5 separate regions of the Mus musculus genome follow, and all the other regions are linked to region 2. Evidence: chromatin contacts called from public HiChIP or PLAC-seq and promoter capture Hi-C data. All regions are on one chromosome and are shown on one strand. The core of a region is the stretch at or near the end of the contact, and the rest is flanking DNA. Distances in the headings are between cores, read along the strand shown.

Region 1 (6,075 bases), core at 893-3,392, 590 kb after region 2:
GGACATATTTCTAAAGCTTGGCATAGGAAATTAATTGTCCTCAAAGCAGCCTTAAGAAGTTGGCTTCAGATTTTTTCCCATTGAGGCTGGAGGAATGGCTCAGCAGTTAAGATTGATAGCTGTTCTTCAGGACCCTGGTTCTATTCCCAGCACCCACATGGCAGCTCACAATTCCAGTTCCAGGGGATCTGGCACCCTCACACAGACATACATAAAGGCAAAATGCCAACACACATTAATTAATCTTCAGAGAGAGAAAGAGAGATCAAAACAAGAGAAAAATATTTTCCCATTTAAAAGTTTATTTTAGTTGGCTGGCAGTGGCATGGGCCTTTAATCCCAAGCATTTGGAAGGCAGAGGCAGAGGCAGGTGGATCTCCAAATTCAAGACCAGTCTGGTCTAAAAAGTGATTTGTAGGACAACCAAGGCTACAATGGAACCCCTGTCTTGGGGAGGGGGGTGGCATTTTATACCTGTGGAGGCAGCTCAGTGGTACAACACTTATCTAACAGGTGCTATATCATGGGGTTCAAAACAAGCATAGCAAGTTTTGAGGGTGGGCATTTAAAACAGGGCTGGCAAGATGACTCAGCCAATGAAGCCTGACCACCTACCTGAATTTGATCCCTAAATTCATGTGGTTGAGGTGACTATCCCCAATAGTCACCTGGCCTCATATATGAAGATACACACACACAGATGTTCTTTAAAATCTCCAGCCACCCACAAAAATAAAAGAAGGCAGTGAAGACCTTGCTTTTCTTTCTCTCTTAACTCATTCAAATCTCTCTTAGAAACATCATTTGATAATAACAGAATCATTTAGTTCTACATGTGTGTATAGACTTTCCTAGGAAGCTGAAGTCTTGCAGTAAGTAGTCTACTTAAAAACAAAACAATGTTTGCAAAGTACCTCATGTTATTTTCACATGTCCCTGGAGTCACCCAAAGGAAAGCCAAGGTTGTAATATCCAAGGTTTTTAATTTTCTTGACACACTCTCTATTCACTTCAAAAATTATTATTTCCCAGTCAAGGCCACATCTAGATGAAAACAAGCTAACTGAAACACAGGATTAATTGTGAAAGTCGCAACAGATATGGTGTTGCTGGGCTGGATGTCTAGACTGCAAGCAAACCCCAAATACCAAAGAAGCATCCATGTGTCAAACGAGCATAATTTTTGAGCTATGCCTGGAGCCACATACCAAAAAGTTAGCTTGAAAAAAGTGTAAGAGGGTAAGTAGAAGGTCAGTCCCAGTTCCCAGGAATTGTGAAACTAGCAAGGGCTCCCTACACTGGCAACTTCTCCCAGCATCCTTTATCTCGGAAAGGCCCTACTCCCCAGATGCAGCAGTTCTCAAGGTTATCTAAGATTTATCTGAGTCCTGCATACTTTAAGGTCAAAACACAAAACATCCTCAGAATACTTTAAATGCATTTATGCTTTGCGGGGACTCAAAAAACGAACCCCAGACTTTCGCGTTCAGTTTTGCAGCACAAAAACCATTAAAATGATTTTCAAGTCTGACAAACTTCAGTTCAAAAGCAGATGTTTTCCGGACACTGCTAGAAACAAGTTTTACGTCCACCTCTCACTAAAAAAGTTGCCGGATCCTTCTTTAGAAAGCATTAAGAGAAGACCAAGAGCCTACTTGAAACGAACTCCTAACATGGAGGGGGAGGGGGGACACGGTGCACGTCTGGCTCGTAGTCATTCTTCACCTGCAATAAGGAAAGGTGAGAAGAAAAATAACAAGAGGCGGACTGGGGTGCTGGTTACCAGAACTGCTCCGTCTTAAAAGCCGCCCAACCCAACCTGCCCTGCGCCTCGCCGGTCGCCCCACGTGTAAACACACAAAGGCTGCACGCACCCCCAGTTCCTCAGTCTCCACTTCCAAGAGGGGCAAGAGCCGGCGCCCCGAAACTTCCCCGCGTGTAGTCGGAGGTCCTGGGTAGGGCGCGGAGCTCCACTCCTGGAGGGAGCCCAGCGCTCCGGGGTCCCCGGGCACCACGCGCCATCCGCCGCCCTCACCTGCGCTGGAACAACGGCCCGCGCCCCGCCGGCGCCGCCCGAAGGCCGCGCCTCTGCTCCCGGGCCGCTCCGCACGCTCGGCCTGACGTAATTCAAACATGGCAACAGTTCCACTTCAAAGGCGGATGCACGGACCTCCCAGACGCGGCCTCCCGTGCCTCGGAGCCCCGGCCACGCGTGCGTCCCGCCGAGCAGCGCTCCGTCGCTCCGCATGGGTGACCCGCAGGCCGAGGCGCCCCCACGGACACAGCCTCGCTGAGCCGCCGCTGAAGTTTCCGAGAGGACCTAAGGGACAAAAGCCGCCCCGCGCCCCGCCCGGCCCGCGCCGCTCGGGCACACGCGGCCCTTTGTTGTCCGGCGGCATCGGCGACGTCGGGGCGACCCGGACCCGCGCCCGGGGACCCACGCGAGCTCGGGTATCCTGAGCCACTGGTCCCTGGGGCCAAACTTTTGCGGAGTCCCGGATGAGAAACGCCCAGAGGTCCCCGCCGCCGTGCATATGCTGCGAGTTGGCGACTTTCGCTGTGCTTTGGAAACTGGCAAGACGCCATCACCAGGAAATCACATTGTCCTGCTCCCGACAGCCCCGACGGCGACCGCAGCCCGCGGCTCACTCCGAGCTGGACACTGAGATGTAGCACGGTCGCGGCCCTAAGCACGTGGCTTGTCAGGTGAAGCACACACAACAAAAAGGGAAAAAAAAAAAAAAAAAAAGAGTTGGGTGCCTCAAGCAGCGGACCGCGCCGCCGCCTTCATCCGCACTGTTTGGTGCCGCGGGCCACGGCCACCCCTCCCGTGTCGCCCGCACCCACGCTACAGGTGACCAGACGGACAGCGAACTTTGGGCTGCAGAGACCACTCGGCACCGGCCGAGTGCAAAGACCGCGTGCTGCGCGCTCATTGTCGCAGCCGCGTCCCTGCGGACTTCTCCAACAACGCCACGCCGCGTGCGTCGCGCCATCCCGGCGCTGGCCCTCACCAGCTGCCTTCAGCCTGTGTGGCCGCCGGCTCCAGGAACTGGCAAGTTAGTTTCCGAGCTCCGGCTTTGTTGTTCACCCGCGTGCAAACACCGTCGCGAGCGCCGGGGTAGCGCAACACGCGGGTGCACGCGGAGCCCAAGCCCCTGGCCAGAGCAGAGCCCACACGGGATCTGCGACCCCGACCCTGCTCTCCGGGTCTGCAGGAAACACTACGACCTAGAAAAGTCATTGTCACTTTCAGCGTGGATGCAAGTCCGCCGCAGCTCGTTCGTTTCCACGCTGCACTCACTTTCCCCACACCCTGACTTTCGGTTTACCTCAAATATCCTCCTCAATTAAGAAGCGCATCTCCAACGCCTCTGTACAAAAGAATCTGGAGTCCGGAGAGCACGAGGGCAGCGCTCCCCGCAATGCCATCTCCAAGACAAAACTTCCTGTGTGTTTGTGTATGGGAAGGACGGAGGAGGCGGGGGAGGTAAAGGGAGGAAAGAAAAAAAAAAAATCACAGAAAACAAAACCTCGGAGACAGTTTTGCACCGATGTCCGGACTAGAATCACTCACCTTCCACGCGCAGCAGCGTCCCCACGGTGCAAACTGCACCAGGCCAACCTCCTGCAAGCACTCCCTCCGCCAGCGCCGAGTCCAGAAAGATTGTCTCCAGCAGTTCTTCAGTTGCTACCGCGAACGGAGGTATAGATTCCGCTTTCCCTCTGCGCAGGCGCGGCTCCCGGGACCAAATTCTCTTGAATCGAGCTGATTTGCATACGGGCGCGTGCGCGCCGCGGGCTGGGCGGGGAGAGGGCAGGGCGTCCGCGCGCGTTCCCGCGGCCTCTATTGTCCTTTTAAGGGGAGAAGCGGCGAGGCGCGGGAAACGCGGCGGCCCGCGGGGACGGGGGCGGGTCCTGCCTACTCCGCAACGTCACGTAAACAAACGCCCTCCCCAGCCCCCGGGGGAAAAGGAGGCGACGCGGGGGCGTGGCAGGACGCGAAAGGTGTAAAGGTGAGCGTTGTCCTCACCGAATGGCACCCCTTAGGAAGCTACTGAGCTTGGAAAGTTCTGGAAGCTGCTTTTGCAGCATTCGCGCACCTATGCCCAGTTTCTGGCTTGAGGTGGCAGAGAAAGTTGTCGTGGAACCACTCAGTTTGTACTTGTTCCTGCCTTTCCTAAACTCTGTTTGAAGGTGAGCTTTACATTTTGTCTTTCAGGGCCTGCCTGGCTTGTGAGACTGCTCAACTGGTACTTTCAAGTCTGATCACCTGAAGGCAATAACCAACTTCTGCAAATTCGCCCCGCGCACCACATGCACACACAAATTAAAATTTCAATTCTCCAACAGAGTTTTCGTTCTTTGGGGCTTTGATGATAAATTGTTTAATAAAGTCGCATTTTGAAATGGTCCATTCAGTAATTCCGTCTTGTCCCTCTCAAACATGACCCAACCCATAACTGAGTGGTTTTGCTTTGCTCACTTGAACTGAAGTTTTCAAGCCTCTGCGAATTTCATGGTGGTAATTACCGTGGGAATGGTGCCACTTTCTGAAAACACACAAATCCTCCAGCCGTGAAGAGCTCCTCTGCCCAGAAAAACCACTTGTGAGGGGAGAAAGTGGAAGCAAAATACACACTATTCCTTGTGGAATATACGATAATCGAACATCAAAATGTTTCTAAAGAAAACCTAAAAGGGAGGTGATTGTAGAAGAAAGGGAGTAATCTAGAGAAAACAAAGAATAGGGAGGTTCCAGACAATGAGGAGGGAGGAAAAAGGAGGAAGACGCTTAAGTAACTTTTCAGATGAAAAAGTAAGAAATGAAAATATAATTGTGATACTCCTTAAGCCCAGCGACCCATAACACCTGGTTCAGTGATCCTGGGAGGATAGGTAGGAAAGAGAATGTTTTTTCACCAAAACTTGATACTGGTCCTTTGCTGCAAAGTATGGAAACCAACTATAAAAACAAACAAAAAAAAAAAAGACAAGATTCACTGCTTTTGCTGTATGCAGATTCAAACAAATATTTCTGAAATGCTACTTTAATTCAATAGCCAATTCCTAAAACACAGTTTAAACCTACTTGTGAAGACCTCAACGTTTTTTTTTTTTAAAGTTCTGTAACACTCTTCCTGTAAAGGAGTAAAATAAATAAACCTGACAACTGTCACTAAAATACAACTCTTAAAGGCAAAGATTTTTCCCTTATGTTTGTATTCAGGCACCTAAAACAATGCTCACCACATGATGGATTCTTAGTAACTGCTTATAAAATATACTTGAATTTTTAAATTTTCCTATTGGTTTATTGCAAGTTAAAATACCTTACAGTTTTTGCATTTGACCTAAAAGGAGTTTGGGGGCTTATAGTGAACTTTAATTGACATCTTTGTCCTTAGGTAATAAAATTTTACAGCTTTAAGAATTTTTTTTCCGGGCTGGTGAGATGGCTCAGTGGGTAAGAGCACCCGACTGCTCTTCCGAAGGTCCGAAGTTCAAATCCCAGCAACCACATGGTGGCTCACAACCATCCCTAATGAGATCTGACTCCCTCTTCTGGAGGGTCTGAAGACAGCTACTGTGTACTTACATATAATAAATAAATAAATCTTAAAAAAAAAAAAAAAGTTTAAAAAAAAAAAAAAAAAAAAAAAAAAAAAAAAAAAAAAGAATTTTTTTTCCAGCCAGCCTTGGTGGCACACGCCTTTAATCCCAGCACTCAGGGAGGCAGAGGCAGGCAGATTTCTGAGTTCGAGGCCAGCCTGGTCTAAAAAAGTGAGTTCCAGGACAGCCAGGGCTATACAGAGAAACCCTGTCTCAAAAAAACCAAAAAAAAAACAAAAAACAAAAAACAAAAACTAAAGACTTTATAACCTCACACAAAACAATTACACTATTTTGCTACTTAAGTTACTATAATGTGCAACTAGCAAGGAATCAAAGCAAGACAAATAATTTGACACTATTAGGTACAGTATTGTTTACATCATAGGAAATGCCTGCATTCTCCCCAAACCACTGCTGTCAAGTAAAGATAATACTTTAGTGTAGGTATAATGGTACACA
Region 2 (5,361 bases), core at 707-3,206:
CAGAAGAGGATTCCTTGGAACTGGAGCTACAGATGGAAATGAACCTGGATCCTCTGCAAGAACCACAAGTGCTCTTAAACTGAGCAGTTTCTCCAACTCAGGGGAAGGCTTGTGTCAAGCCTCACAAGTGGAAATCAGAGGACAACCTGGGAATCAGTCCCCTGTGTCCACTATCTGGGTACTGGGAATCAAACTCAGTCATTAGTCTTTATCTGCAAATCCACTTTCCAGCCTTACCTAGATGGTTTCAATTTCTAGCACCATGGAAAAAGGCAGGCAGACCTGGATTTAAATACTGGCTGCTTCCACGTAGGTTTGAACTGCAGGTTGTAGCAAGAATGGGAACAAAACATAGGAAGCATGCACACACAGTTGGTTAGCACAGTATTCTAAAAATCACTACAAATGATTGTAGTGAATACATGGCATTTTTTTCTACCTCAATTGTAACAGAAGGGGATGTTTTAGACATGCTATTCTGGGTTCAACAAAACTTTAAAAAAAAAAAAAAAGCTGGGCAGTGGTGGCACACGCCTTTAATCCCAGCACTTGGGAGGCAGAGGCAGGAGGATTTCTGAGTTCAAGGCCAGCCTGGTCTACAGAGTGAGTTCCAGGACAGCCAGCGCTACACAGAGAAACCCTGTCTCAAAAAAAAAAAAAAAAATTGAGACACTGTCTCCCCAGCTCAGGAGGGTCTTAAGTTTCCTGTATAACCATGGATAATTTTGAACTGATTCTCCTGTCTGCTCGGATTACAGGTTTATGTCCACCAGACCAGGTTTGGGAGGTGCTGAGGAAAGAAACCAAGGCTTCCTGAACACTAGGCAAGCATCACTAGCTCATAACTGGCTTTAAGCCCTAGAACACCTTCAGGTTTCATTTAAGTTAAGTTAGAGAAAAATAAATCAAGTTTTTCTTGTTTAAAACAGCACCCAAACCTAAGTCCCAAGGGTATTCTTTATTTTTACTCAAATAACAAACATGAACTATGCAGCCCTGGGCTCTAAACGGTTTGGAGATAGTGTCTGGACCAGGCTAGTCTCAGAGATCCACCTGCCTCTGCCTCCCCAGTGCTAGGAAAAAGAAGTGAACCACTGTATTTGTTTTTTTTTTACCATTGAAAAATCTATTTTTTTACCAGTTAACTATTCAAATCATAATATATACACGTTTTTTAAAAATTATCTACTTGGGTTTTTTTTTTTTTTTTTTTTGGGTTTTTTAAAACAAGTCCTTCTCTGAGGAGTTAAGGCTGTCCTGGTCTTTTGTAGATGTGGGAAAAATGCCAACAAAAAACATGCCTGCCTCTGCCTCCCGAGTGCTGTAATGAAAATGGTCTGCCACCACGTTTGGCGACACAGGGTTTCTCTGTGTAACCCTGGCTGTGCTGGAACTCACTCTGTAGACCAGGCTGGCCTCGAACTCGGAAATCCTCCTGTCTCTGCCTCCCGTGTGCTGGGATTAAAGGTGTGTGCTGCCACTGTCCGGCGCTGTTTTCTAACTTTAAATTTTTTATAAAGTACACAGAGCAGCATGCTGAGAGTCTCAGGTTTAGTTGCCCCCCCCCCCCCCCCCCCCCCCCCCCCCGAGCGTGAGCAACCATGTGCGCATGCGTGTGGAAACAACCACTCTCTTCTTTGAAGCAGGACCTCTCAATCAAACTCAGAGCTCATTGATCTGGCCAGTCTTTCCTGTCCTCTTGCTCTGAGGATCGGGTCTCAGCCTCCAAGGCTGAAATTACAGGCAACTGTCAAGCACACCCAGCATTCATTTGGGATCTGAACTCCTGTCCTTACTCTTTCACAGGAAGCGCTTAGACCACTCTGCTACTTTCTGGACCAGATGCTGGTGCGTTTGTTTTTAATGTTTCCCCAAACATCCAGGCCTTTAGAATGCCAAGTCAGGATGTTTGCAGGGACATTACCCTCCGGAATTGCTGAGTGATTGCGGGGATCCCACGCTCTTAAAGCTATTCTCATCCAGGGCTGTGAGGGGGATTAAGCTGCATGAATGCTCACGGCTCAACTGCACTGTTGTCTGGAACATAAATTACGGGGTAGAACACTGCATAGTTAACTAAGCCCTTTATTTGAGCACATCTGCACCCCCAGTATCATACTCACACCTGTTTCTGCTGCCCCTAATTGGTATCCAGTCTGTGATGTGCATGAAACCCTAAGTGGCATTTGAAGCCAAGCCCTTTGGGCATAAGTATCATTGTAAAAAAACAACAAATAAAACAAAACCAAAAAACTCTCCCTATTCACTGCGGAGACTCTTAGAATATTTTTGTAATACCTAGTGGAAGAGGAGGGGGACTCGCTAGTAAATTCAGGGGAATGTAATGGACTCGCAGGACCGAGTGAGTGCCACAAGGCCAACATTCTGCGCTTTAAACATATGGCTTTTCTTATGAGATGAGATGGGAGGAAAACATGTAATTCGAGTCTCAAAATAGCCTAAGCCAAGCACCAGGCATTGTATGAGATACGAATCTCTATTTATTTATAAGCCCAATTACTAAGGCATATTGCTTCGGCATCTTATATATGAAGTGTGACAATAAAGAAATGAGATCAGGCTCTTTTGTTGTTTGGCTCATAAACTGGCACTGATGGAATTTTCAAAATAAGAGTTTCTAAACAATATTAAGGAACTAAGGATGAGTGGAGCAAGTTTATAGCCAAGACCACTGCCAAAGATAAGAGTCCTCTTACTGTGTAGCTCTGATTTCTGTACTGAAACCAGTCATAGTCCTTGATCTACATAGCTCACATATAATGTCAACTTGTTAATAAACTCCAATGGTGAAGAACATATATATCCCCCCTCTTTTTTTTTTCAGTTTTGTAAATCCTGAGAGCCATAAGCCAGTGGTTCAGTCTTTGGTATTACAATAGGAAACTCCTTCAAATATACATGTTATCTGACTGTGCCAGAGGTAGGGAAAATGCCATCCTTTGAGACTAGGATTAAACAACTGTGGCTGGAGAATGGGTTCTGTAGTGATTTATGGTCTCCCATGGAGATCAGTTCCCAGCACCTGTTTAGTGCTGTCATAACTGCCTCTAATTCCATTCCTCTTCTAGCCTAAGATGGTCTAAGATCAGTGCTTATTGTTTCTCTCTCCTTCTTCCCTCCCTCCTTCCTCCTCCCTCCATTTCTCTTTCTCTTCCTGACTTTTTCTTCCCCTTCATTGTTTTTGTGATACTAAGGGTAGGATATGCTAGGCAACCATTCTACCAATGAGCTTTATCTCCAGCCCTACTTTTGCATTTAAAAAAAAAAAATCTTATTTGACAGTTGTCTAAAGTATGTACACACACACACACACACACACACACACACACACACACTGTACTCAACCCCCAATCCCTTCTCTCCCCAGCTCTCTTTTATACTTTGTATTTTGAGACAGGGTTTTACTAGGTTGTTCAGGATGGCCTTGAACACACTAGTCAACCAGGCTAGTCTTGAATTTTTGATCCTCCTTAGCCTCCTGAGATACTGGGATTACACAGGCCTGTATCTATTCTATAAATAGAAGTCTATTTCTATTCACCCCAGATAGAGAGGGCCAAACAGGCGGAACGAAGAATCCTAAGTGTAAGTAGAAGAACCAGTGAGTCTGGGGCTGACTTAGAGAAGGAGTATGGGCGGGGCCACAGGAGCATGGGCAACTATACCATCAACGTGTCTCCATATGCAGAATTCTCAGCTGCTTACACATCCTGGGAAGGAGCCCAGGTGCCAGGTATTGTCCTCTTTCCCTTCTGGAGGGAGTGTTAATGAGCCCAGTGTAGCCAGAGTCTGCCTGCGGGCTAAGTGGGGTTCTGCAACACAGACCTCATTAGCCTCAGTTGGAAGAACTGTCCATCCCAAGCAAGCACTGTGAGGTGAGCGGGTGAGCTGCCACATGATGTCATTACTTTGGACACAGAGCTTCCAAACTGACCACTGTCACTGTCTCACCAGTGTGTCAGTGGAAATGTGAGCTGGCTTTCAAAGCACCGCATGTATTCTTTTTAGTAAGGTGTCTTCCTCCTGCCGGCCCACACCATACACTTTATTCTCATTTCTTTCAGTGCCTTCATTATTTCACTTTTCTTCTCAACTCTTCCTACCACCTCACCCCTTCTCTTATAGTATGCTATATGCTGTTCTTGGTTACGGGAAAAAATAATTAAACAATGTATGAGTATACACACACATACGTGAGTCAAGGAGTGATAGTAAGCTAACAATATAAGTCTATCTGGACTGCTTAACAGGACCCAGTCGGTTCTGTCAGTCATTAGTGGAAGCGAGACACTACTTGGCATCCACTAGGATGTCTGGAACAAATAAATAAGTAAATAAGTAAATAAATGACCACAGGAGTACCGTGGAAGATGGAAGTGAGTGAACTTTATATGTTGGGATATGTTAACTGCTATAGCCAGCTTGGAAGAATTTGGGGGCGGAGGAAGACCTCAGTATATAATTCAGTTCTTTATCTCCTAGGTACTTGGCCATCCTTCTAAAAAAGTAAAAGTTAAGACTGTTTATTCTGGAATGGATAGAGCAGTGTTATCCATGACACTACCGTTGTCTAGTTTCTGAACAGGGGTGAGTATAATTTACTGGGAAAAAAAAGTATTGATTGTACTTTGTACAAACCTCCAAAATACTAAACTGCATTAAAGAAAGCTGATACAGAAGATCAAGTCCCTTCTCATTCAGTTTCTGTGAAGCATCTAGAAAAAGCAAATTCCCAAAGACAAGCAGATGCTGGTTACCGGAAGTAAGAGCGATTGCTCATATTGAGCTAGTTCTGTTGGTGGTGGAGTGTTCAGAGTCTGGATTGTAGAAGAGTTCTCAGAGCTCTATGGATCCATTAACAACATTACCTTGTATATTTAAGATGAATGGATACTTTATTAGTCTCATTTTGTGTGGGAGTGTTGTGTACTAGGACCTGTTCACCAGTTAGCTTCCATTGTAAAATTAGAGGAATATTTTCATGTAAAAATTCAGACAGCCTGGGCTAAAACTAGATTATTAAAATGCCCAGGTAGATTCATAGCATTTGGGATGTCCTAGTTCTGCTCTCTTGGCATTTGTAGAAAAGACATATATTCTTGAGATATATCCTTCATACAGTATTCTTCAGCTTTTTACAAATATTAATAGGCATGTCAAGAGTAGCTTGTTTTACATGTTTTCCCTCTAAAGCAAACACTTGTGACTTATGTAACTGGCATTGTTATGATAAACACTGGCCTTACAATCTTTGCTAACAGACCACACAGGACGGCAGTGGTCAACCTCACATCTACACACTCCCTCTGGGTAAACTGCATTCACCATGCATGCTCTCAG
Region 3 (5,396 bases), core at 1,373-3,872, 560 kb after region 2:
AAGAAATTTAAGTGTTTTCTTACTTTCTCTAAATGATTACCTGTACATATTTATCTGTGAGTGTGTGTGAACGCCTAGAAGGCCTTGGGTAATCTCTATCACTTTCCCCCTGTTCCTTCAGGGACAGCATGGTCAACTCAAGGCTAAATGTTTGTGTGGACCTTATTATGTGGGTTCTAGGATCCAAACCTCAGTCCTCAAGATTAAGTCATTCTCCAGCCAGTAACATTTTGTCATTAAAGGGTGGGTGGGGGAATGCCTACTGGGCATGGGAGCACAAGCCTTTAATCCCAGCACTCAGGGAGCAGAGGCAGGAAGATCTTTGTGAGTTCCAGGACAGCCTGGTCTACATAAACCCATCTGAAATTATACAGGTCCTTCCGCGCCCCCCCCCCCCCCCTTCTTAGATAGGGTTTCTCTGCCTAGCACTGGCTGTCCTGGAACTTGCTCTAAAGACCAGAGTGGCCTGGAACTCGGAGATCTACTGGGCACTGCCTCCCAAATGTTGGGATTAAAAGCATGTGCAATCACCAACCTGTTGAGATCCTGTCTTTTAGAAAAGTATACCTAAATTCTTAACATGTTTTTCACCAACGCCACCTGGTGGTGCACCAGAAGAAAATTGATTGAGCCTGTTTCCTGGGACAGTTTTCTCAGTACTTCAGCCCACTTGCAGTCTATGAAATGTTTTTGTTACTGAACTTGGGGGTTATAGCCAATCCTCTACTGAGGATTGTGAGTCTGAGGACAGGTAAACTCGCTCTAATTGAAGCTGAGTTTGCAACCTGGTGTTAAAGTTCAGAGGCCCCAAGTAACCGGCAAAGAGGCTATAGAACTATAGGGGATTTGCCATTTCCCATAGGAAGCAGGGACCTTGAGTGATGGAATAGTGAACAGTAAGTTTATCTAAATAGCTCAAGTCCAAGAATACACTTGTGTCTTAAACAGCAACACAACTGTTCAGTTCCTTTTCTAATACTACCAGGGACCTGCTTAACAACTTGAGGCTGCTGAGCCATTATTTAAGACTGAAACATAAACACAGGCACAAACCCCGTCTTTCCTTGCAGCTGCAAAATCCCCTGCCTGAAGTTAAGTGCAGGTAAGCTATGTAAGTATAGACATTCTAAAATAGAGTAATTTCCTCCTTTCCAGACATGGAGACAAAAGGGCAGCTCTGATTTTAGTCACCTTCTACACAGAATGAAAAGATTTGTCTAAGATCCCCTAGACTCAACATACCACAATAATAAGTAGCCTTTGCCCATGGTGCAGGGAACATGATACCAACAATGAGTAACCAAACTCCACTGCTAGCTAGAGAAATTATCCAATAGGACCCTCTGGCTCCTTTCTTTCATGAATGAGCCCATGAAACTCCTACCTTTGATCCAACTTGGCTGTCTCTTCCTTTTCCAGTCCCAGTTCATTAAACATCACACAAAAACTGCCAGGCATCAGGATGCTGGATCAATATGGACACTGGACTACGGGTGCCTGGAGAACTTCAGCATGACATTGACAGCTGGCACTAAGTTCTGGCTGTTTTGAAGCTGTTTTTAACCCAGGATTTCATATACCTCAGGTGGTCTAGAATTGTGATCTTCCTGCCCCCATCTTTTATAATACATTTCAAACTGGCATTAAAAACAAAACTGGGGTTTTCTGGATCAGCTGGAAGAGTGCTGCTGTCTAGTAAGGCGAGGACCAAAGTTCAGATCCCTTGTATCCAGTCATGTTGGGGCACAGCTGTAATCTCAGTAGTGGAGGCAGGAGGGGGTCCCTGGTGTTTCTAGTTATGCCACAGCTTTAGTAAGAGATCTTGTTTCAAACACTAAAGGCGTACACATGAACCACACACAAACAGGTAAACTCATCTTCCATGACCAGCCTTTGCAGGAAGCAGAAAACTTTTCTGGATTAAAGAGGCACTGGCTGCTGGACCATCAAGCTAGTTTACAGAGTAAACAAATGTGGGCTGGAGAGTTAAGGTCCCTGGTTGCTTTCCTTTTCCAGAGGAAGGAACACCAACGTACACAAATTTAAGAATAAATAAATAATTTAAAAAGCAAGCAAGCAGGCTGGAGAGATGGCTCAGCTGTTAAGAGTACTGACTGCTCTTCCGAAGGTCCCGAGTTCAAATCCCAGCAACCACAGTGGCTCACAACCATCTGTAATGAGATCTGATGCCCTCTTCTGGTGTGTCTGAAGACAGCTACAGTGTACTTTGGGCCACAGCAAGTGGGCCCGGAGTGAGCAGAGGTCCTGAGTTCAATTCCCAGGAACCACATAGTGGTTCACAACCATTTGTACAGCTACAGTGTATCATATACATAAAATAAATAAAAAGCAAGCAAACATTGCCTGATGAGGTGGCACACCCCTTTAATCCCACCACTCAGTAGGAAGAAGAAGGTGAGCCTCTGAGTCCCAGGCCAGCCTGGTGTACAGAATGAGTTTCAGGACTGAGGCCTATACAGAAACCCTGTTTTGAAGAAAAAGAAAGCAAACAGGAATCAGAAAAGCAGGCTTTATTCAAGTTAAACTCTTTACACTTCCACTCAGCTGCAGGTTTGTTTAAGAATAGTGGTGATTTGGATAAGAATGGCTCTCAAAGGCTCATATATTTGTTTCAATGTTTGGGCTGCAGCTTGTAAAAGTATGGGGAGGATTAGGTGTGGGCTTGTTGAAGGTATGTTACTGGAACTAGGCTTTGAGGAATCAAAAGCCCACCCAGCTTTCTCTACCTCTGGGTTGTGTCTCTCTCATGATTGTCTCAATCTGAAAGCTTTCAGCTTGATTCAGCTTCATGCCTGACTGCCTGCTGTCAAGCTCCCACAATGGTCATTGACATTTCCTTCTGAAACTGTTAGGCAAGATCCCAATTAAATGCTTTCTTTTGTAAGTTTCTCTGGACATGGTACAAAAATGTAATTAAGACTGAACTTTACAGGACTTTTGATCAGTGTTTGATCACTTGGCTCATGGGTGTTTCAGAACAGATCCACCTTCCTACTTCTGTAATCAGTGGTAGCATCATAGATCAAAATGCTAGTGTGTTGGTTCAGTTTGTCCTAGTTGGTTTGCCAATTTCACAAACCTAGACTTCTCAGGGAAGAGAATCTAAATGCCTCTGTGTTGGTTTAAATAAGAATGGCCTCATAGGTTCATGTATTTGAATCCTCGTTTCCAGTTGGTCAGCTGTTGGAAAGGGTTAGGACATGTTGGAGATGGTGCGCTTTGAGGTTTCAAAAGCCCAGGCTAAGTTGCTTTACTGTCCACTGACTTCTGGTAAGAATGTAAAGCCCTCAGCTACTTGCAAGCACCATGCCTGCCATGATAACAAAGTAACCCTCTGAAACTGTGAGCAAGCTCTCAACTAAATGCTTTATCAGAGGTGCCTTGGTCATGGTGTCTCTCACACCAACAGAATAACTAAGGCAGCCTCTGTAATATGTGGCACGTTTTCCCGACTAATGATTGATGTGGGAGGGCCCAGCTCACTGGGGAATTAGTCCCAGGTTGTAGAACCATGAAAAGCAAACAAACAGTCGGCAGCTCTCCTCTATGGTCTCTGCTTCAGTTCTCACCTTGACATTCTGACTCCTGGCACTGGAAGGACAGAAGCAAACAGTCTATATACAAGCTTCCCAGCTCACAGAAACTGGAATATGAAGTCTGAGAAACATATTTTGTATATAAAAGCACCCTGACTCTAGGCACACTAAAGACAAAGGAAAAAGCAATCTTGATTGTGCCACAGCACATGTGAAAAGGTCTGAGGAAAATGGTGGGAGCTAGTTTTCTCCTACCTTGTGGGTTCTAGAGACCAAATTCCAGATTGTCAGGCTTGGCAGGCACATAGCCAAAGCCATCTTACCTGCCCAACAGTGATTACTGAGGCCAGCCTGGATACATAACTGTCTCAAAAATTTTGTTTAAAACTTCCATGTTTGATTTCATTTCAGTTCCTCATAATTCTGTAAAGTTGTTTCACACAAAAGTCCCGGTCTAACTCTCCCCACAGATAAGCAACCCTTGTCATGGACATTCCATTCATGTTAAAACCACTACACAAAGTCCTTTGTATGTAGCTACCATATCCACTTATCCTAGAGTCTGAAGACTTTTCTACCCAAACCCCTGCTCATCAAAAATTAAGCTTGGAGCTGGAGAGATGGCTCAGCGGTTAAGAGCACTGACTGCTCTTTCAGAGGTCCCGAGTTCAATTCCCAGCAACCACATTGTGGCTCACAACCATCTGTAATGAGTATCCGGTGCCCTCTTCTGGTATGTCTGAAGACAGTGTACCCACATACAAAAATAAATAAATCTTAAATAAATAGATAAATTAAATAAATAAATCTTAAACTTTATATCCATTTTATGTAAATGGGTGGTTTTGTCTCCATTCATCTGTCCCTCTTGTGCCTATCTGATCCCCAAGGAGTACCAAAGGTATCAGAGCCCTGGGAACAAGAGCCAAAGATGGTTTTGAGCTGTCATGTGGGTGCTGGGAATCCATCTTGGACCCTCTGTGCAAGTACAGTTAGTATTCTTAACTACTAAGCTATCTCTCCAGGTCCTGAAAAAATTCTTACCAGAGACCTCTAAAACAAAGTCATGAGACAACTTTTATTTTTCTAATAAGACTAAATTTATTCAATACCCTAGAGTAAAGTTTTGATTATAAGTATCCAACAGTATAAAAAGTACAAAACAGATCTGTAGATTTCTAATATATTAATACAAAGTGCATGACTACATACAGTACATCCTACAGGCAGAGAGTGGAGGGGGAGAAGGCTGTGGTTGAGGTCTAGTAATAAATAAATAAATACAGAAGTAGAGATGATCCATCAAAGTATATTCTACCACCAATACTGCAGCCAAAATGTACAAAAAAAAAAAAAAATCCCATGTCAAAGTAACGCAGGAGAATGGTAATGGCTGGACTCTGTATTACACCAGGGTTGTGGAGAAATGGCCCACTCATTGGGCTGTCTGTGCACGTGGTAGCTTGTACTAGGTAGGTTTTTCCTAAAAGGAAGAAATACACAATGTAAAACTATAGGATGCCACAAACTGTGGCTTCTCCTTGTTGTGAAACTCTAAAAGACTTTTTAAAATCCAGTTTCTAAAATAATCATGAGGAACAGAATACTAAGGCAGCCACGTATACCTCCTCTACGAGGTCTCAAGTGGCACTACTGTTTTTCCTGAACTCTGAGAAGAGGCAATTAGACAACTTCAGTTGGGTTCCACTGAGAAGCCAACCGAATCATTGAGATCTAGAGGTGTGGAGCTCCATTCAGTTTCTTGATGTTAAGAAGCCAACCCAACCCACCAACTTAGCCTCAACACACAACTCTTCTCTTCTAGTCAACTTTAAATAG
Region 4 (5,525 bases), core at 520-3,019, 630 kb after region 2:
ATTCAAAGGAATGGGCTATGGGTCAGTTAAGCAGCTCCCACGAGGCCCAGCTGTCTGAGCAAGGCATAAGGCTAGCCATTAGCTCATCCAAAGGACATCATGTGGAACAAAAAACTTTATAGGTAATTTTTTGTTTTTTTGGTACTACTTTAAGTAACAGTTTTAAACTTAAGCTGGAATGCAACTCTGCTCCCATTTTTTAACCACAGATGTAATGCCTAAGAGATTAAGAACAGTTTGGTAGGCAGGGCTCTCACATGAATCCCTCACTTAGGAGGTAGATCTCTCCAGGTGAGCCTGGTCTACAAATGAAGTTCCAGGGCCAGCCAGGGATATACAGTGAGATCCTGTTTCACAAACAACAACAAAACAATCTAACGCGGCAAGGCAAGCTTCAGTCCTTATTATTCTGCATCACAGAAACATAGCTTCCTATCTGTACAGTTGACTGAAGATTCAACAGAAGAAATGATCCTGAGTAAGAATGTCTCCGAGGTTGGTTTCATGCTCTCGGGTGTGGTAAAAAGCATAAATTCTAACCCTTGTGTTGTCAAGGGGGAGAGGGCAAGAATACAAAGTCTTTGATTTGAAGTGTCCTATTTTCACCTATAAAATGAAGAGGCTGTACTTGCTGTTGGGACTCAACTGTGGAACACTGACTTAAAAGTCCACCAAGCGCTCAGCATCAGGATGGCCCCATGGGAAAAGACAGCAATAAAACCCTGGGATGGACTGTATCTTAATTTGTGGATGTTTCCTATAGTAAGTAGATTGGTCTCTAGAATACTCTCATTCTACTATAAACACCCTTATTCTAAGTAAACAAACCACTGGGTTACACAGGTCATCTAGAGACATGTTCTAAGCCCTTTCTTTCCATGGGTGTGTAAATGTATCCTCAGCAACCCTTTTCTTCAGAGTTTCTGATAAAGGGCATGAGGTACTTGATCTATTAGTCCCTTCCTCCAGTAAACAGGAAAACAGCACTGCTGGCAAGAGCCCAGGGCCCTGAGATTGCACACGGATCCTGAGAGGCCATGGCTTGGGTTTTCAGCTACAACAGGGAATAAAACCTGGAGCTCTGCCGAGGCAATTTTGCTACTAACAAGGTATCGGTGCCTAATTAGAGTTCCGAAACTTACTCACCAAAAGATAAAGATTTATGTAGTTGCTAACATTTGCTTAACAAAAAAATAAATAAGCTATCAAACTAGAAAGGTTTCAGGAGTTCCTAAATTGTCTCTTGAGTCAAATTCACTCCTCAGTCTGCCACAGTGGCTTTTAACTTCTCTGGGACAATTGCTTTACATTTCCCTGAAACACCCAGAAAGGCTTCATTCTTTCTCTCAGCTTCTGTTATTTGCATTATCATGGTCAACAAATACCTTCACAAAAGCATTCCAAATCACACTGAGACCTCCTCCTTCTCCCACATTCCTTTTATTTCCTGAGAGGGGGGATGGGGCGGACAGAGGGAGTGGCTGGAACCTAACAAAGACTGGGCTGGTAGTTTAGCTCCACTTAAAGAGTTTAGATGGCCAAGTTAAAAGTCACACTGTTTCTTACAGTTATGGCTATATGATTGATACTAAAATTCATTATCTCAAAAGCCCTATCAAAGAACAGTAATAAAAATTCCAAGAACGAAGCCTCCAGGCTAATCTTTCAAAAGTAAAGAAGTTAAAGTCCCATGCTTCTCAGGGCTTCTTGTGTTTGCTTTCCAATTAGCCAAGCTCTTGGGATCTGGTATTTGCGCTCTCTCTCTCTCTCTCTCTCTCTCTCTCTCTCTCTCTCTCTCTCTCTGTTGAGATAGGGTCTTGCTATGTAGCTCTGTCTGGTCTGCAACTCAGATGCACCTGCCCCTGCCTCCCTAGTGCTGGGAGTGCGCCACTATGCCTTGCTGGGGTCTGATATTTAAAATACTTTAATTATCTTTTCCTTATGCCAATGAAAAACGTTCCCAAAAACTAAAAAAATTACTCATAATTCAAATGTATTAAATGGTTTATAACTTAAAAGGTACAATGAGGACTGCTGTACACTATGTAAAGCTGTATACATTCACCACACACAGGATGGGACTCCAGGAGGGATGGCTGCTTCAGGACAAAGCATTCTGGTTCCTTTGTGAGACCTGGAGGGAAAAAGAAGCCTTCCTGGGTTGCACTATGTACACATTTACTGGCTTCTTCCTGACTAGCACCGCTTTCCCCACCCCCAACATTTTTAAACTACTTATTTTAAGTCACAGGGATATTCAATCTAAGAAAAGTATCTTATTAGAGTAATATAATTTCTTAAAGATAGCATATTTACACACTTCTAACACATGAAAATACTCTATTTTATACTAAATTTCAGGTTCAAATGAACTACAATACAGCACTTTGCCTTGTCTGCAGAGTGGAGACTGTTCAAACTGGGGCTTCCAGTGCACTGCCCCGGCAGTGCTCACTATGGTCAGACCGGTCCAGATAGGTCCCCATAGTTACGGAAGCTTCAGGAGCCAGGGGTAGATGAAGAGTTTCTGCCGGCTGCTTTACACATCCACTCCTTTGATTAGTGATCCTTCCAAGACTATGGTGAAATCCTGAATGGTCTGAAGAATTCGGATAAGGGAGTTGACAGTCATGTGGTCTCGAAGCAGTGCATTCTCTTCATACATTCGGGTGATGGCAGGACATTCTGCTAGCAATGGAATCCACTGTGGAAGCAGGTGATCCCTACAGACCAAACAGACACAGGACTTGAGCTCTAACAGATACAGTGTAACTGGCTCCCCCTTGTGTCTTTCCCTTTAATTATCAGCCTGTTGAAACAATACAATTCAATCCTGTTCCTCAAAACCCTAGGATGATTGGGTGTATATATTTCTCTCTCTCTTCCCAATATGGGCACATGGAATAAATCTCTCTTCTGCTTCTCACTATGCATTTTATTTTTCTTAAAGATTTATTTTATTTATATGAGTACACTGTAGCTGTCTTCAGACATACCAGAAGAGGGAATCAGATCTCATTATAGATGGTTGTGAGCCACCATATGGTTGCAGGGAACTGAACTCAGGACCTTTGGAAGAGCAGTCAGTGCTCTTAACCACTGAGCCATCTCACCAGCCCCTCGTCATTATGCTTTTTAAACTTAAGAGCAGTGAATGCTCTTAACTGCTGAGCCATCTCTCCAGCTCTTGCTTTCACTATTAATTAGGCTCTTTTACTTGGCTTAACCAGGACAGGTAGCTGAACCTGGCTTGTTCTGGCACAAGGTATGATCCACAGGTTAGGCAAAAACAGTACACAGCGTACACACACTAGTATTTTCAATTGGGAGGGTAGGATGGTGCACAGTCCAGCCTCGTTCTGTGTTAATGTTAGCACAGTCAGTGAGTGTGTGTAAAAGGGAGCACTGACAACGTATTTGGTACTCCACCATCCTGCCTGCCTGGGAATCAGAGAGCCTAGCTGCAGGCTTGTGACGTACAAACTTCCTCATTCTCAGAAAGGTATAACAATAGGACACACTTGTATCATGTAGGGTCTGATTCTTCTCTTCAGAGACCCTGATGCAAGAGCCTGAACTCTCCTTGCCCACCCTTTCTCCATGTTGTTGCCTCTTTTGTCCACTAGGTAAGTTATGTCTCATTCAGGACCTGTGGCTCCTCCCAGTACTTCTAACCTTGCCCCGACCCTAACCCTCTCCCTCCCAGGGGTAGGCTTCCCTTCCCTTGGCCTGATTACTTATAACTCATCCATTTTGACTAGGCAGGTCTTTTGGCTCAGGCTGCCTCTCTTGGTCAGTGTCTCTGCTCTGTTCTTCTTCTCACTTCTCTCCTCTCCTGCACCATGTCCTTCCCTCTGCCTGCTTTCTTCCTTGTCTCTACAATAAGAATCATCTCCATACTTTAGGAGAGTGATGTCCGCCTCCTCTTATTTCTTTTTCTTTTTCTTTTTCTTTTTCTTTTTTCATTCAGTTAACTACTTGGCTAGTGAACTCAGTACCCATCAACTCCTCCTGATTAAGTGCTGGCTAGGCAAGCATTTTCTGTTGAGCAATTCATCCCTCTGCCTCTTCAGTTTGTTTAGGTTTTTTTGGTTTTTGAAATCAGGTCTCCTTATTTAGCTCATTCTGGCTTCAAGTTTGCCCAGAGTAATGAGGGTGGTGAGTGAATGAGTTAAAGGCAGACATTCATGACTTCAAAGTTAAATAGCAGTTTATTTCCTTTAATTTTTTTATATTACTATTATTATAATAAATATTTTTGGTGGTGCTAGGGGTAGAACCTCATGGTCTTTTGCACTCTGGGCAAGTACTCTACCACTGATTTACATTCCAAGTTTCTTAACTTAAAAACAAAACAAAGCAAACGAAGGCTGGCAAGATGGGTCAGTTGGGTAAAGGTGCTTGCTGTCAAGTCTGATGACTTGAATTTGAACCCTGGTTCCCACATAGATTCTTTTTGCTTTTTCTTTTTTTCTTTTTTTTTTAAGATTTATTTTTATTTTATGTATGTTAGTACACTATAGCTGTTGCTGTCTTCAGACACCAGAAGAGGGCATGGGATCCCTTTACAGATGGTTGTGAGCCACCATGTGGTTGCTGGAAATTGAACTCAGGACCTCTGGAAGAGCAGCCAGTGCTCTTAATCACTGAGCCATCTCTCCAGCCCCCCCCCCCCAACTCCCCCCCCCCGATTCTTAAAAAATCTCCTCTGCACTTGGGAGGCAGAGGCCGGTGGATTTCTAAGTTCGAGGCCAGCCTGGTCTACAGAGTGAGTTTTAGGACAGCCAGAGCTACACAGAGAAACCCTGTCTTGAAAAACAAAAACAAAACAAAAAAAGGTTTCCTCTGACAACCATATAGATGTCCTGGCATGCCACCAACCTCCTTTCCCCTAAACACACACTAAATCAATAAATGCAATTAATAACATTTGAAAAATCAGACATAGCCAAGTGGTAGTAGTAATACATACTTTTACTCCCAGCACTCAGGAGGCAGAGGCAGGAGGATCTCTGAGTTGGAGGCCAGCCTGATATATACAAAGGGAATTCTAGAACAGCCAAGGATAGACAGAGAAACCCTGTCTTGAAAAAACAAAAACAAAACAAAACAGACACTATGGTGGGCCACATCTTTAATACCAGCACCTGGAGGCAGAAATGTCCAAATTCAGCTTGGTCTATATAGCAAGTAACAGGATAGCAGGACTACATAGACACTGTTTCCAATTAACCAATTAACCAATCAGTCAATCAGACAGACAGCAAAACAAGGTGAAGAAGTGAGGCAGGATAGAAAGATAGTAAAAATTATAGGGACCTGAGAAGGGAGAAGAACCTGGCCACAGAGAAACAAGACAATTAACAACCAGTTAGAACCTTTCTCCTTTCCCAGATAAAAACCTACAACTTCCCCATACCTCCCTTCTCTCCCTGCTCTTTCTCCAGGTGCTGTGGACTGAGTCTAGGTCCTTGTGTGCACTGGTTAAGGGCTCTAGACTAAGCCATATCCCCAGTCCTTTTTTC
Region 5 (6,044 bases), core at 2,939-5,438, 540 kb after region 2:
ATTCAAACCCAGGTCCTCTAGAAGAACTGTAAGTACTCTTTGTTTTTGTTGAGACGGGGTCTTTCTACATAGCTCTGACTGTCCTGGAACTCTTGCAGACCAGACTGACTTTAAACTTAAAGATTTGCCTGTCTCTGCCCCACTTACTAGGATTAAAGCATTTGTCACAATGACCAGCTTTCTATACATACTCTTAACCTTTGAGCCATCTCTCCAGACCCAAATCTTTTTAACATTGTGTGTATGTGTATGTGTATGTGTATGTGTATGTGTATGTGTATGTGTATGTGTATGTGTATGTGTATGTGAATGTGTATGTGTATGTGTATGTGTATGTGTATGTGTATGTGTATGTGTATGTGTATGTGTATGTGTGGAGGTCAGAGGACTTTTGGGAGTTAATGATCTCCTTCCACTGCAGAATCCTGGGACTGAACTCAGGTCATCAGGTTTGTATAGGAAGCAGCTTTACCAATGACCATAAAGTCATTTCAACAGCCTGAATTTTTCCTCTTTTTATATTAAATCTTCTTAAGTAGGGTTTTAAGTCAATCATATGCCCCAAACTAGAGGTACTCAATCAAGGTAATTTATTCCCAGAAATAGTTGAAGTTATCACAAATTGCAGAGTCTAGGGGAGGTAGACAGTGCTTGTAGTATTTTTTAGGCAGACACCAAGGTTGTTGATAAACATCCCACAATACTCAGGACAGCCAGAAATGATCTAGCACAGTGGTTCTCAACCTGTGAGTCCTGACCCCTTTGAGGTCACTTATCAGATATCCTTTATCTTAGATATTTACATTATGATTCATAACAGTAGCAAAATTAGTTATTAAGTAGCAATAAAATAATTTTAGGATGGAAGGGTCACTACAACATGAGGAAATTTTTTTTTTGTTTTGTTTTGTTTTTTGAGACAGGGTTTCTCTGTGCAGTCCTGGCTGTCCTGGAACTCACTTTGTAGACCAGGCTGGCCTTGAACTTAGAAATCCACCTGCCTCTGCCTCCCGAGTGCTGGGATTAAAGGCATGCACCACCACGCCCGGCTTGAGGAACTCTATTAAAGGGCCTCAGCATTAGGAAGGTTGAGAACAACTATCTAGCACAAAACATCAGAGGCATCATAGCTGGCTAGCTTATCTACATTAGCTCATGCTTGCATATACTATTATTACCTGTTGAACTGTGTGGCATATTCATAACAGTTAACTTTAGAACAGTAGTGCCAAAATGTAAAGCTATCTTTCATACAAAATTTTCTAGTTAAGAAAATATACAAGCCGGGCATGGTGGCGCATGCCTTTAATCCCAGCACTCGGGAGGCAGAGGCAGGCGGATTTCTGAGTTCCAGGCCAGCCTGGTCTACAGAGTGAGTTCCAGGACAGCCAGAGCTATACAGAGAAACCCTGTCTCAAAAAGCCAAAAAAAAAAAAAAAAAAAAAAGAAAGAAAAAAAAAAGAAAATATATAAAATGGGCTAGGGAGACTCAGCAGTTAAGAGTGCTGACTGCTGTTTCAGAGGACCCCAGGTTCAATTCCCAGCACCCATATGGCAGCTCACAATTGTCTGAAACTCCTGGATCTGACACCATCACAGACATATATGCAAACACCAATGCACATAAAATAAAAACATAAATTTAAAAATAAAACTCATAAAAATAAAATTCATCTATTAGCCACAAATTCATGACATAAACCACTATACTATACCACAAGCATTTTGCAGATTCTTCCTATACTGGTTTTCAGTCTTAAAATGCTTTCCTAGAAGGTGAAAACAAAGGCACTGGTCTAGCATACAGGCATTCAGAATTAAAGAGGTGGTACTAGGCTGGATAATACAGGAATACACATATTTCTGCTCTGAGGAAAAACATCAATGAATTTCCACTAATAGACCTTGCACTGACTAGTTCTCAGAGCTAAGGAACTTGTGCTGACCCAGGAACAACTTAGTAATCAAATGCCAAAGATGTATGGAAAAAGATAAACAGAAACAACTACCAGCCAGGGCTTCAGCACTAATTTCCAAAGCAAGGGAAGTACATATACCTCTCCACTATAAAATCAAAAACAAAAAACCTACCTGCCAGGCGGTGGTGGCTTGCCTCTTTATTCCCAGCACTCAGGAGGCATAGACAGATCTCTATGAGTTTGAGACCAGCCTGGTCTAGAGAGAAACCCTGACTCAAAAAACAAAAACAAAACAACCTTCCTAAGGTTTTACTAGGTTTTCAGCACAATATAGATCCAGATACTTATTCAGCTTTATCTGTCAAATGCAGATGAGAATCTCGACCCAACAATGCATCCCAAAGAACTGGGATGACTGGATCACAGGCTAAATGACTCAGGAAGTAAGAAATTATCTAATCTTTACCATACAACTAACTGTGATGTTAGGCTAGTAAGAATCCAAGTCTCTTTACAAAGCTGTCTACAATACTTTCACCAATCTTAAACTGGTATCTAGCAGTGGGGAAAAATAATAAATGCTGAAACACTTTCTGGCTCATGGTAAAATGCTTCCAGAGACTGCAGCAGCCATACTGCTGTATCACTTGCTACAGTCACAAGGAAAACGAACTAAACTATCAAGCTATTCCTTATCTAAGCTACAATAATATAACTCAAGAAATGCATCAGACCTATAATAGCCAACTCTTCAAATATTTCAAAAGCAATGTGTGAAGAATAGTTATTCAGCTGTGTCGGCAAACAGAGCAAACATTTAGCCTGGATGCTTAATTGTTCCCAGGCAACTAAGTCTCAAGGTCGATTAAACTTGCAAGAAGATCTATGTTCTCTGATATAAAGAATGTCGAATCCTTAACCTGGCTTATGGTAATGCACACTCAGGGATGGGAGGGGTAGAAAGGTTACCTTCTTCTTCTCGATGTTCCTAATTTTGTGTTTAAGGCATATAAGTCCATTATCAATATAGGTTTCATATGCCTGGGAAGGAGATGCAGCAGAACTGAGAGTAGACTGCAGGGGGCTCAGAGCCCGCTGGTTTTCCCCTTGCTGATCCTGGTTCACTTGGGACTTGGCTGACTTCATACTTCCCACTTTTCCCTCCTCTGAATGGCCGGCCTGAAGGTGACTGGTAACCGAAAAGGGATGGAGAGAGTTGCACCACTGAAACAGATGAGGCTAAAGGATGGGGGCAGGAGGAGTTAAGTACCAATGTAAACTAAAGGTGCACAACGAGGAGCTTCTTTAAAATGAAATGAAGTCAAAACATAACGTTGATTCAGACAGCGTACTTCCACTCCCCTACTAAGGTTAATTGACACAAGCAATAGCCAATAAAGACAGTCTATACGTAGGCAAAATTTACACTATAGGAATGTTTCCAGAAGTTCTATTCCCCACATGGAGAACTGCTAAGCAAGCGGAAGGCTTCTGATCTCATTCTGAATAATTTCTATGGTCGGGGGCGGAGGGTGAGGGTTGCAGCCACAACTTCAAGCTATCTCAAAGTCTACGTGAACCAAGTTTCTTGTACTAAATGACAACACTCTTTGACTGTCCAGGACCTAACCAAGTGCATCCCCCTGGACACTGCTGCCAAGTCTCACAAACTGTACGCCGAGGTGGCTTCCAGTTGTGTTTACAGTAACTCACAATCACTCACTCCTATACTGGCAAGCCTTCCGCTACCCGCACCAAGGAACCGGGAAACCAAGGAGTCGGACACTTCAACTCTATTCAGAAATCCTGCCCGTAAGGAGCAAGACCAGAGCTAGACAGCCCCTGGACACCATTGCTCGTTCAAGTGCCCCAAGGGCCCGAGTAGAGGAGCCCCAGTCAGGGTCACAGTCTAAGGGCCCACGCAGCCCACCAGACGCAGAGCGCTCTGCAAAGCCGCTGAGAAGCCCGACCCCAGAATGCTGGGGCACCACGCTTCTCCACCCCGCCGCGGCCGCGCAGACCCACCCACCCCGCCGCCGTCCTGCTTCACCTCCCCGGCTGCCTCCGAAAGCGCGCGGGAGTCCTGCGCGCTGCAAAGTGGGCGAACTCCACCCCGCACTCCCTTCTCCCCCCGCGTCCCTTCCTCCCGCCTCAGCTTAGCCTGCGGCCACCGCCGACAGTGCACCCAGCCAACTCCGCTGCTCGCGCCCAAGCTGTCCCCCTCAAGGCGCGCGCAACTTATGTAGGCCGCGCACGGCGCGACCACGCCCAAATCCCGCCTATTTCCGGTCCTCTGCCCCGCCCTCTAGCACGCGAGCTCCCCTCGGAGGCTTCGCCTTCCGGTGTCCCCTCCCACTCCCCTCTCGTGCGCTAGACCACCACAGTCCGCCCTTTTCCGGTACCCGGGACCTGCGAGGGACAGGTCCTTTCCGGTGCCCCTCTCTGCAAGCCTGCGCTTGGCGCGTACCTTCCCTGCGCTTCTCTGTTGCGCCTGAGGCTGGTGTGAGATACTGCACCTGGTAGCATGGATGGGCCCGCTTGTTTCAGCCAGCACTGGTGCAGATGATTTCAATTCTTGGAAAAGAGGCAGCAAGTCCTGCGCAGAATGACCAGATAAGCCAGCCTTCAGGCTCTAATGGTTTAAATGGGCACTTCTAAAATACAAGAGCACCCTTGCCCCACAGATGATTTTTCATTGTAGAATGAGTCAGAGGACTCAGCCTGTAAGAGCAGCAGAGTAGATGACTGCAGCCTTTGTAGTAGGAGGGTATGCGCCAAGGCTATGTGTCGCTATGAAGCAATTCATTTCATTGGCACTAAAAGAGTTGTTAAAATTATTTGTTGGGCCGGGCAGTGGTGGCGCACGCCTTTAATCCCAGCACTCGGGAGGCAGAGGCAGGCAGATTTCTGAGTTCGAGGCCAGCCTGGTCTACAGCGTGAGTTCCAGGACAGCCAGGGCTACACAGAGAAACCCTGTCTCGAAAAAAAGAAAAAAAAAACAACAACAAAAAAAAGTTATTTGTTGGGTTGCATAAAGTTAACAGAAAACAGGAAGAATGTCAGCTTCTGAAGGACTGGTGGTAGTTCCTGTATCAAATGAGGTTTTAGGGGTAGATTACTCCCTAATACCAGGGAGGCAGGAACAGACCTAAACAAAAAACACTACCTCATAAACTAAATAAAATAATAAAGTTAATAAATTAAAACTTGTGCCCAAGTATTTTACCAAATAGAATTGGTTTTAAGTCCTATCCTTGAGGCAAGGGTAATTATTTAGAACAGGGCAGTCAAAAGCATAATCAAGTAAATAAATGGAAAGTCTGGACAAGACCACCCAAAAATCACCTTGGCTTTGGCACTTCTTGTTACCTATTACATGTTTACCTGCATGTATGTTTATGTACATGGTTGCCTGGTTCCTGCTGTAGGTCAGAAAAGGGTGTTGGATACCCTGGAACTGGAGTTATAAACAGTTGTGAACCACCACGTGGGTGCAGGGAATTGAGCCCAGGGAGGGCCTGTGGAAGAGCAGCCAGTGCTCTTAACCACTGAGTCATCTCTCCTCCCTGTCCTATTATGTTCTTTAATGTTGTATTTTAGCTTTGAATCTCTGAACTATACCTGCAACTTGAATATTAGACAAACACTATGTTGTCTGTTTTCCTCATTTATAACTAGAGAAAGAACAGGCTGCTGAACTGACCAATAGACTTACCTTTTGCCACACAGAGTGGCCATGAAGCCTGTGATGAGCACACCTTCAGATAACTGAACTGACACATTTATATTTGCATATGCCTTTGTTGGCCTATGCTAATAATGAACCCAAAAATAATATTTCCAACCAGGGGTTGTGGCACATACCTTTACAGGCACACAACTCCCAGCACTCAAGAGGCCGAGGCAGGAAGATTATAAGTCTGAGGATAGCCTGAATCTCCAGATTTACCATAACTATCATTTGGGCCATTAGATTGAGATATAATCCTAACTACTCAATGGGAGAATTGCTAATAAATCTGTTAATTTATTTAATAACATGGGACATAGGCTGAATCAAGAGAAAATACAAAAGCACAAATAATTAAATTTCAGTTGCAATAAGGGTATAGTTTGTATAAGCTT

What was found. Promoter capture Hi-C pulls out the DNA fragments that hold promoters and counts their contacts. HiChIP or PLAC-seq counts read pairs in DNA pulled down with a chosen protein or histone mark.
Region 1: an H3K27ac HiChIP or PLAC-seq map of embryonic stem cells shows a contact between it and region 2, with 5 times the contacts expected there. The contact joins the promoter of 3010003L21Rik here to the enhancer-like site in region 2. A contact is called at or near these places in 2 of 39 promoter capture datasets (cranial neural crest and pre-B cells), 1 of 484 Hi-C or Micro-C datasets (embryonic stem cells), 11 of 115 datasets of contacts at active chromatin or transcription factors (embryonic stem cells, fetal liver, large pre-B cells and 3 more) and 1 of 9 other capture datasets (embryonic stem cells).
Region 3: a contact with region 2 is called in an H3K27ac HiChIP or PLAC-seq map of embryonic stem cells, with 5 times the contacts expected there. The contact joins two enhancer-like sites. A contact is called at or near these places in 2 of 39 promoter capture datasets (cranial neural crest and pre-B cells), 2 of 484 Hi-C or Micro-C datasets (both in embryonic stem cells), 11 of 115 datasets of contacts at active chromatin or transcription factors (embryonic stem cells, pancreatic cancer cells and stem cell-derived neural progenitor cells) and 1 of 9 other capture datasets (embryonic stem cells).
Region 4: an H3K4me3 HiChIP or PLAC-seq map of embryonic stem cells shows a contact between it and region 2, with 10 times the contacts expected there. The contact joins two enhancer-like sites. A contact is called at or near these places in 1 of 39 promoter capture datasets (cranial neural crest), 1 of 484 Hi-C or Micro-C datasets (embryonic stem cells), 8 of 115 datasets of contacts at active chromatin or transcription factors (embryonic stem cells, stem cell-derived epiblast-like cells and stem cell-derived neural progenitor cells) and 1 of 9 other capture datasets (embryonic stem cells).
Region 5: a promoter capture Hi-C map of embryonic stem cells shows a contact between it and region 2, with 4 times the contacts expected there. The contact joins the promoter of Caprin2 here to the enhancer-like site in region 2. A contact is called at or near these places in 9 of 39 promoter capture datasets (the 3T3-L1 cell line, the C10 cell line, Sertoli cells and 6 more), 1 of 484 Hi-C or Micro-C datasets (embryonic stem cells), 8 of 115 datasets of contacts at active chromatin or transcription factors (astrocytes, embryonic stem cells and stem cell-derived neural progenitor cells) and 3 of 9 other capture datasets (adipose tissue, embryonic stem cells and pancreatic islet).

Annotation. Positions count from the first base shown.
Region 1 is chr6:148,942,715-148,948,789 of GRCm38.p6, forward strand. It overlaps 3010003L21Rik (RIKEN cDNA 3010003L21 gene), which reads left to right and starts at 2,143. Exons shown (of 2, transcript NR_144294.1): 1 at 2,143-3,706; 2 at 4,223-4,415. It overlaps Sinhcaf (SIN3-HDAC complex associated factor), which reads right to left and starts at 3,756. Exons shown (of 6, transcript NM_019643.4): 1 at 3,578-3,756. RefSeq lists an enhancer at 3,919-3,953 and a cis regulatory region at 3,934-3,940.
Region 2 is chr6:148,357,030-148,362,390 of GRCm38.p6, forward strand. All of the region lies in intron 5 of Tmtc1 (transmembrane and tetratricopeptide repeat containing 1), which reads right to left. Among named protein-coding and RNA genes, the nearest start is that of Tmtc1, 85 kb to the right of the region's middle. Within about 2 kb of position 1,957, at least 29 of the 459 cell types and tissues checked have an H3K27ac peak or open chromatin away from gene starts, as enhancers often do. A contact at or near this core is called in embryonic stem cells and pancreatic islet, where this site is marked.
Region 3 is chr6:148,916,424-148,921,819 of GRCm38.p6, forward strand. Sinhcaf (SIN3-HDAC complex associated factor) reads right to left here. Exons shown (of 6, transcript NM_019643.4): 6 at 4,634-5,396. Among named protein-coding and RNA genes, the nearest start is that of Caprin2, 23 kb to the left of the region's middle. Within about 2 kb of position 2,623, at least 6 of the 459 cell types and tissues checked have an H3K27ac peak or open chromatin away from gene starts, as enhancers often do. A contact at or near this core is called in embryonic stem cells, where this site is marked.
Region 4 is chr6:148,991,167-148,996,691 of GRCm38.p6, forward strand. It overlaps Dennd5b (DENN/MADD domain containing 5B), which reads right to left. Exons shown (of 21, transcript NM_177192.3): 21 at 1-2,723. The coding sequence ends at 2,540. Among named protein-coding and RNA genes, the nearest start is that of Gm25539, 27 kb to the left of the region's middle. Within about 2 kb of position 1,770, at least 58 of the 459 cell types and tissues checked have an H3K27ac peak or open chromatin away from gene starts, as enhancers often do. A contact at or near this core is called in embryonic stem cells, where this site is marked.
Region 5 is chr6:148,892,049-148,898,092 of GRCm38.p6, forward strand. Caprin2 (caprin family member 2) reads right to left here and starts at 4,189. Exons shown (of 19, transcript NM_181541.4): 1 at 3,970-4,189; 2 at 2,889-3,108. The coding sequence starts at 3,065.